2 separate regions of the Callithrix jacchus genome follow, and region 2 is linked to region 1. A link is a contact called in public Hi-C data. All regions are on one chromosome and are shown on one strand. The core of a region is the stretch at or near the end of the contact, and the rest is flanking DNA. Distances in the headings are between cores, read along the strand shown. Region 1 holds the start of ISLR2 (immunoglobulin superfamily containing leucine rich repeat 2). Region 2 overlaps CCDC33 (coiled-coil domain containing 33).

The links. Hi-C and Micro-C count contacts between places; a contact is called where the count stands out from the background.
Region 2: a contact with region 1 is called in a Hi-C map of induced pluripotent stem cells, with 4 times the contacts expected there. The contact joins the enhancer-like site here to the promoter of ISLR2 in region 1. A contact is called at or near these places in 3 of 3 Hi-C or Micro-C datasets (induced pluripotent stem cells and skeletal muscle).

The regions. Positions count from the first base shown.
Region 1 is chr8:20,963,789-20,967,636 of calJac240_pri, forward strand. It overlaps ISLR2 (immunoglobulin superfamily containing leucine rich repeat 2), which reads left to right and starts at 1,254. Exons shown (of 3, transcript XM_035259205.3): 1 at 1,254-1,395.
Region 2 is chr8:21,161,704-21,165,296 of calJac240_pri, forward strand. The region is part of intron 12 of CCDC33 (coiled-coil domain containing 33); the gene reads left to right. Among named protein-coding and RNA genes, the nearest start is that of CYP11A1, 37 kb to the right of the region's middle. Within about 2 kb of position 1,903, at least 3 of the 16 cell types and tissues checked have an H3K27ac peak or open chromatin away from gene starts, as enhancers often do.

The sequences.
Region 1 (3,848 bases), core at 4-2,503:
GTCATCTTTCGACTGGAAATGAGAAAAGGAAAACAGCTTCTTGGAGGTGAGGGGCTGAAGAGAACTGTGTGTGTGTGTGTGTGTAAGAACGCAGAAGCTGAAAGATGGGAAGCAGTGAATGTTCAGGGGCTTCTGGCTGGAGGGCAGCTGTGGGGAAGGTCTTCCCAGCCTTCGCCGGCTGCTATGCTGCGATGTTTGATGCCCATCTGGGCCCCAGCTTTCTTATTCTCAGAGGCCCTTCCCACATCCTTCGGCAAGTCCATTAAATCCTCCACGTGCCACATTAAAATACAAGGGCATGTACCACTCTGAGTGCAGTTGCAACAGAATCGTTTGCACATGTTGCATGCCCTAAACATTCGATCAAACATCGATTACTTCCAATTTTGCAGTTTTCTTTGCCTCTCTTGGCGCCAACAGACTTTCTTTTGCAGATCTCGCACATTTATTTTAATAGGCCCCTGACAAAGTCATAAGGCTCAGAGAGAAGGGAGAGTGGGAGAGGCGTATAGAAAGCTTTCGTGTCAGGGACTAGTAGCTCAAGACTCAGGAGATGCCCTGGGCACTAGAAACACTCCGCAGCGCGAAGCAGGGACCGCGCCTGTGCTGTGTAGGGGACCAGAGGTGCAGATACCTGGGACATAGACTGGGTGGGCATGGGAAGTAAAGCCTCGGAACTTTGGTTAAGCGCGCCCCACTGGAATATTGCGTCGCGGGACTGCCGGGGTCCAGCACGCATCCTCCGACACTGACCCACCTCTGCGCCCGGCAAGCAGTGTCCAGCAGGGGGCGCGCGCGGACCAGGCCTGGGCCCTAGGACAGCGCGGACCCAATCGCGGGAGCAAGTCCCCAGATCCAACGGGTTTCAACCCTCCCCGCCCTCCCGACGCTCCGGGTTCGCGACTTTGAAATCAGGGGTCGATCCGCCAAAAGCCGCCAGGCGCTCCAGCTCTGCATTCCTGGGTCTGCCTGGGATCGGTCCCAGCCTGGTTAGGAGCCTTAGTCTGGATTCCGCAGATTCTGAATCTGTGGCCCTCTGCGATCGCGGCTTGGAATCTTATTACCTTCCCCTCCCCCACCCCTATTTCCACACACTTGATTAGTTGTCTGTTTCTTTAACGATCAAAGACGTGGGAGGCGGCGGGGTGATGTCTCGGTTCCCAGCTCCCCAGCCCTCCAGTAACTGTGTCATTATTAACGTTATAAACATTAGACCCGCTTCTGCGCGCCGGGCGGGGCGGGACGAGGTGTGCGCAGTCTTCTGGCTGAGCTCGGAGACAGATCCAGAAGTCGCGGCTCCCACTCCAGGCCTCTGCGGACTCTGCCTGGAGCGACTCGGCTCCAGCCCTGCCCGGGCCCGGGCAGGCACTGGGCTCTCCAGGGTCGAAGGCAGGGGTAAGGGGCATCTTTCCCCCAGGGCAGCCTCCGGGAACAAAAGCATTGGCTGCAGAGTGAGCTAGAGCCTCGGCGGCCCGCGGGAGTCAGCGCCCGCGCAGGGATGGTCACCGCATCCTTAGCCACCCTTCAGGCCCGAGAGCCCCGTCTCCCTGCCGAACTCCTTGCTTCTGCAATCCAGTCAAGAGAGCAAGGAAAGGGGGTTTTCCCTGGTCCTCGGGCCCTGAGGTTACCGGGTTGCTTATGGGACTGGTTCCCGAAGTCCCGGGAAGCTCTGGGCAGATAGCGAGCCCATTGTCCCGTCCACTACCCAGATTCTGCCTCCCGCCGAAGGCGAAAAGAAAGAAAATAGGTGAAAACCGGGGGAGGGCCCAGGGGCCTTGAGCCTCCCGGCCTGGCGCCCCTCACTCAGTCCCGAAAAGTCCCCTGGACACGCCATCCCAGACCTCGCTCAGGTGCAGCTGCTGGGCCCTACCTCCTAAGATCCTTCCCTGGCACAGGCTCTCAAGATTGCCCCCTCAGGGTTCCCAAGACCCGGACAACTGCCCAGGACGCCGCTCCCCGCCCCCACCCCCACCAAGTTCGGCAGACAAAGAAGGCCGTGCCAGTCCAGCCGTCTGCGTCACTCTCCCGACCCCCCCCCGCAAGGCCTAGAAACCTCAGGGACTTACTCCCAGGCTAGGGACCCAATCCTGTCTGTCCCACCACAGGGTTCCCGGCAGGGACGGGCCACAGTGCTATCACCCATCGACCCTTCTGGAAGACGCTTTCAGCGAAAGGCGCCCCGCGCCCTCCGTGGGTCGGCTGGGGATACCCCAGGCCTGAGTAGGCGGTGTGAAGTTCTGTGTTCTGAACTGGACTGAGCGAGATGCGACAGTCCCAGCCCGCTGGGCCGCCTGTAGCGACCGCAGGAGTAGGAGAGAGGGAGGGACGCGGAGTGTGAGCGCACCAGTCTGTTCATATTTAATTTACAAAGCAGCCTCGGAACCCAGGGCCGGGTGGTCTCTTTAGATGCTGCGCTCTTAGCCTTTCTCTCTTCCCCACCCCCTCCCCTAGCTCATTAAGATGCTCAACACTCAAATCGGGGTATTGATCTCCACAGAAGCCCCAAACCCACGCCATCGACCCACCGCGAGAGACCCCCAAGGCCCGCGGTGATGGCTGGGGGGTTTGGTGCGCCGGGAGAGCTGGGTGGCTACAGAACGGGTGGGGATTCTGTGTGTCTCCCGAAGCTTGAACCCCTTTCCCGGTTCTGGTCGGTAGCTGTCTCCAGGGCTAACGTGGGCAGCGCAGGGGGCGGAAACCAGGTTTTAGCCAAATGCCTCGACATCCCTGCGCCTCCGCCTCCTCGTCGCTGAAAGAAATGTCGGGGTTTCATCAGAGCTAGGGAGCGAGAGTCGGGAACAGCAAGTCTGTTGAAGCCGGCTGTTGTGTGAGGGTGTGAGACGGCGGGGCGGTGGGGGGCTACCGCGGCTTGGGGGGTAGTGCGCGTCGGGTTGACCGTGTGTCTGCTTGAGAGGCTGTGAAGACATGGGGGGGCGAGGATGGGAGAAATGCTCCGGCCTGAAGTCCCCAGCCCAAAGCGCTCAAGGCTCAAGAGTAGCGGACGTTTTGCCATCATCCTTGTCTGTGCTACTGCCTGCTGCAGCTTCTGTGCCCCACTGTCCTGGAGCAGGCAAGACCTGAAAGTGAGGTGCTTGGGTGCGCTCGGAAGAGCCTCCCCCTGTTCCACCTGTCCCGTGGTGCGCGCAGGCCAATGCGTGGGGCAGTGGGCTTCAAGCGCTGGTTTAGCCACAAAAGACTAGATGTAAAGAGTTCCGGCTTAAGACGCTGGGCAGGGCTGCTGTGGACTGGGGAGGTGGGCGTCCCTTCCCAGCACGCCCTGCAGGGCTGCGCGTTCTGGTCTCGGGTTAGACTAGCAGGCGGGGTGGAGAGGGGGCGGCGGGGGAGACTAGGGCTTATACCAGCCCAGATCCAGGCAAAAATGGCAGGGAGGGCGAGGCGCTCTGCTAACACTATCAATTATGCATTGTGTTGAACGTGGCTTCGGGGAGGAGGAGGCTAGCAGCAGGGGGTGCGGGAAGGATGGGTCCGCGCGAGCTCGGCTGCGCGCAGCTCAGCGGGTCCCGCTGGAGGTCTCTTGGTGCCACCGCCTGCATTTGCAAAAAGAGTTTAAAGGCAAAGACACGCCTACCCCCCCACTTCAGCTGCGCGCCTTTCCTTCCCCCAAATTCCTCAAAGATGGTTTGTCTCACGTGTTGCAGGGCGTGAAAGCCGCTTGCATTCAATTAGCAGCGAAGCTCGCGGGCACTGGCGGGACAGGCGCGTGAGGGTGAGTTCGCGCGAATGTGTGTCTGTGTGTGCGAGAGGAGAACGGTGAGTGTCCCGGGTGCAGGTGTGCCCGTGAAAATGCGTGTGAATGTAGTGGGGCCTCAACATATTGATGCGATTAT
Region 2 (3,593 bases), core at 653-3,152, 200 kb after region 1:
GACCTGGAGCCTGCAGAGGTGGGGGGAGCAGAGCAGCTGTGGGGCTCCAGGAGATGGGGTGTGGGCTCAGTGGAGGCCGTTTCAGGGGACCAGGGAGGCATCTGCACTTTCTGACTAGGCCAGCTTCAAACTCGGGCAGCGGGGGAGTTTGAAGCTTAGTAATTAGACAATTCAGATAGTAATTGTCTTCTGTGTTTCACCCAGTGATAAGGAGTGGGGAAGGGACAGGAGGTGGGGCCCTCTAGCACCCATTTTATAGATGAAATGCCTGAGGCCAGGCAGGAGACCCTGGGGCCCATCTGGTTTCAAGGGGCAGGCTCAAGCCCCTCAAGGGTTCGGCTCCCTTACCTCTCAGCAGCCCATACTTGTTCTGTGTCCGGCGATGGGTCCCTGAGGGTCTGCTGGGGCGTCCCTCCGGCCTCCCGCCAGAGCAGGGCTGGAAGACAGCCATGTCTAGGGCCCGGCTGAGCTCAGTGCCTGCGTCTGCATAGTGCATTATTGATGGGCTTCTAATTGTACGTTTCCCAAAGTCTACAGGCCTTTGATGAAAAATTCATGGCACGCCCGAGGATGGGAGCGGACTCAATCGATTGGTGCACAGCAGGCAGGGGAGGACAGGGCCCCTCGCAGGGAGGGGTGGTGAAGCCTGGTCTGGGAGGCTTCTTGCCCCAGGATCTTTGGGATAGTGGGGGGCACACACCCATTTCCCTGGTGGGGAGGCTGAGGGGCAGGAGCAGGAAGATCTAAGGCCCACATCTGGGTGCCAGCCAGTGGGTGACTGGTGCCATCCAGGGAGCATGATGACTCCACCACCAGCCTCCCTTTCATTTCCCTGGAGGGGTGCTAGACCCTCCATAGCCCCTCATAAGAGACACACAGAGAAGAGGGTAACGTTTCTGGAGCCACTCTTACGTGGCAGGCACTGTGCTTGGAGCTGTACGCTCGCAACCTCATTTAATCCCCAACAGCGATGAGGTGGGCACGTGATGCACTCCATTTTACAGAGGAGAAAACAGGCTCGGAGAGGTTAAGTGACCTGTCCAAAGTCACACAGCTGCTTAGTAACAGAGCCCACTGTCTTTCCACTTCACCAGGTCCACTCAAATAAGAACTAATAGGACTATGGGATTGTCTTGTACAACTCCCCTGCCTGTCCCTATTGTTCAGAGGAAGAGACTCCATTCAGAAAAAGAGGATTAAATGAAACGTGAGGCTTGCAGCACTGAGAGAGGCCAGAGGCCCCCACCCCGTGCAGAGTGCTGAGCTAGGCGCCCAGCAGTAAGGGTGGAGATCTTGAAACGGGTAGAGGTGCCTGTCTTGGCCTGTCTAGTCAGGGATTATTATGGTGCCCCCACTGAGGCCCCAAAGAATACTTTCATTCATTCATCCATCCATTCAACAAGTAAACAATATTTATGAAGTCCCAGTGCTGGTCAGCGTCTTGCTAGGTCCAGATGGAGTGCCCTGTCATGAAAGTCTTTGGGACCAAGCTTGTCTGGGACAGACAGGCTGAACCCAGTTCTGCTGGGGAAGGCAGGCAGGCCCTCCATGCCCAAGGAGGGTGTCTCTGCAACCCAGGCTGAAGCCGGTTCTCAGACGTTCTGCCTTCGTGACCAAGGCCGTTTCTAGGTGGCGGGCGGGCTTGTTTGGGTTTGTTTTTTCTTTGCTTCCCAGTGAGTTTCTTTCAAAAACATCCACCCATGTCTCCACTGAACTAAAAAGAAAGGAATGTGTCCAGAGCATCAGGAAAGCAGACAGGGGAAGTCCCCAGGGTCCAGGCGTGGGGCCGCCCCTAAGCCACACTGCAGCTTCGGGGGAGGAGAGAGAGCCCAGCCTGGGCTGCTGCAGTGTGTGTGGGGCTCCTGAGGGGACAAGGGGGAATCGGAGAGCAGAGAGAGCAAGCAGGAGTGGGAGGAGGAGACTCAGGGACAGAGGGTGGGGCTCAGTGGGAAAGGAGAGACAGGGTATGGGAGTAACCAGGAGGCAGAGAAAGCGGAGAAGAGATGGGGGAGTTGAAGGGGAAGGCAGGGACCAAGGTGTCACCAAGGGCAGGTGAGGAAGGAGGGGTACTGAGTCTGGGCCAGGGGAGTCAGAAGGCCCGAGTCCTGAAGGGCCCCACAGCTCTCCTAGGCCCTGCTGTCTCCCTACAGTTCTGTGGCCAAGGAGTGAACCTTGTGTGATTTCAGCTACCCCAGTCAGGCACCCCTCCTCCACCGGAACAAAAGGGAAGTGGCCCCACGGGCCTGCCTGCTTCCAACGCACTTGTTGTAGCAACAGTCCCTGGGGACCCATCCTGGGAAACAGGACCGCCAGCAGTAAAGATGGGGGAGCCAGGGCCCCCATGCCCTCCGGCTGCCACGGCTACCACAGGCCTTGGTGACAGCCTGCCTGTAAGTCGCCCCCACAGCCCCTGGTTCTGGGAGGATGGGTTGGCTCCCTAGCAGCAGGTGTGTTGGGGTGTGTTGCCCGGCAACCAGTAAAGGTTTCCCAGAGCCTCTATAAGTGGAAGGCAGGGCAGAGGGGACCAGGGCATTGGCCCTTAGATGCCCATGGTCACAGGATTCTTTTGCAGGGCCCCCAGCTCCAGCCTAGGCCACCTGAGCCCACACAGTCACCCAGAGAGGGAGGAGAGAAGGGCTTTTGGGAAAATCTTTTAAAGTGACCATTGTCTCCTGCTAGCCCGGGGCCTACCTCTGGCGTCTTGGAGGTCCAGCCCCGGATCCTAGAAAGTGGCTGAGCCTGGGCTAGCCTGGGAAGGCTTGCTGGTAGTGCATGTGCAGTGCAGAGCTGCGAAGAAGAGTGGGTGTGGCAGATGGGGCATGCAGTGGAAGCAGCAGCCCAGGCCAGGGGGCTGGGGCCGCCCTGGTGAGTGCTAACCTTTCTGGTTTGGGCCCCAGTTGCCAAAACATTTCTTCTTCCCCTATGGCTAGAATCCTAGAGGACAACCCCAGCGAGGATCATTCCCCGCGGGGTGCAGATGAGCAGGCACAGAGTGGGCAAGGGCCTCGCTTCGGGTCATTCAACAGCTGTGGACGGAGGCTGGATTAGAACTCAAGGTTCTGGGTTCCAGCCAGGGCCCTTCCCCCTCCCCACACTGAGGCAGCCAAGCTCTAACCAGGAAGGATTCTGGCAGGAGGTGACCAGTGGGGAAGGGTTCTTTGTGGAAGAGTGAGCAGGACCTGTGAGACCAGGGCTGGGGTCTGCCTCTCACCACCCCCTGAATGCCCAGCCCTGTACTTCCCTGGGCTGAAAGCAAGGGCTGGCCCCAGTCTGACGTCAGCAGAGGCTGGACTCTGGCCCAATACCCAAGGAGTAGAGATTGATGGCCTGTCTTGGTTAGCCTGGGGGTCTTCCTGGAGGAGGAGGGCCCAGAATGGAGCCTGGAGGGTCTGGTAGGGTTCAGGAAAGCCTGGGAGGGGAAGCCAGCATCTTCCAGGAAGCCCCGCCCCCACCCCAGCTTAGCCAGGCTCCATTGTTCCAGCCAAGCCCAATTAGCACCCCGCTCCTGCAAGGGCCAATTAGACAGGGGCTGAGGTCAGCTGCCCACAGAGGCCCTGCCACCCCTCCAAGCTTCCCCAAGCCAAGCACAAAAG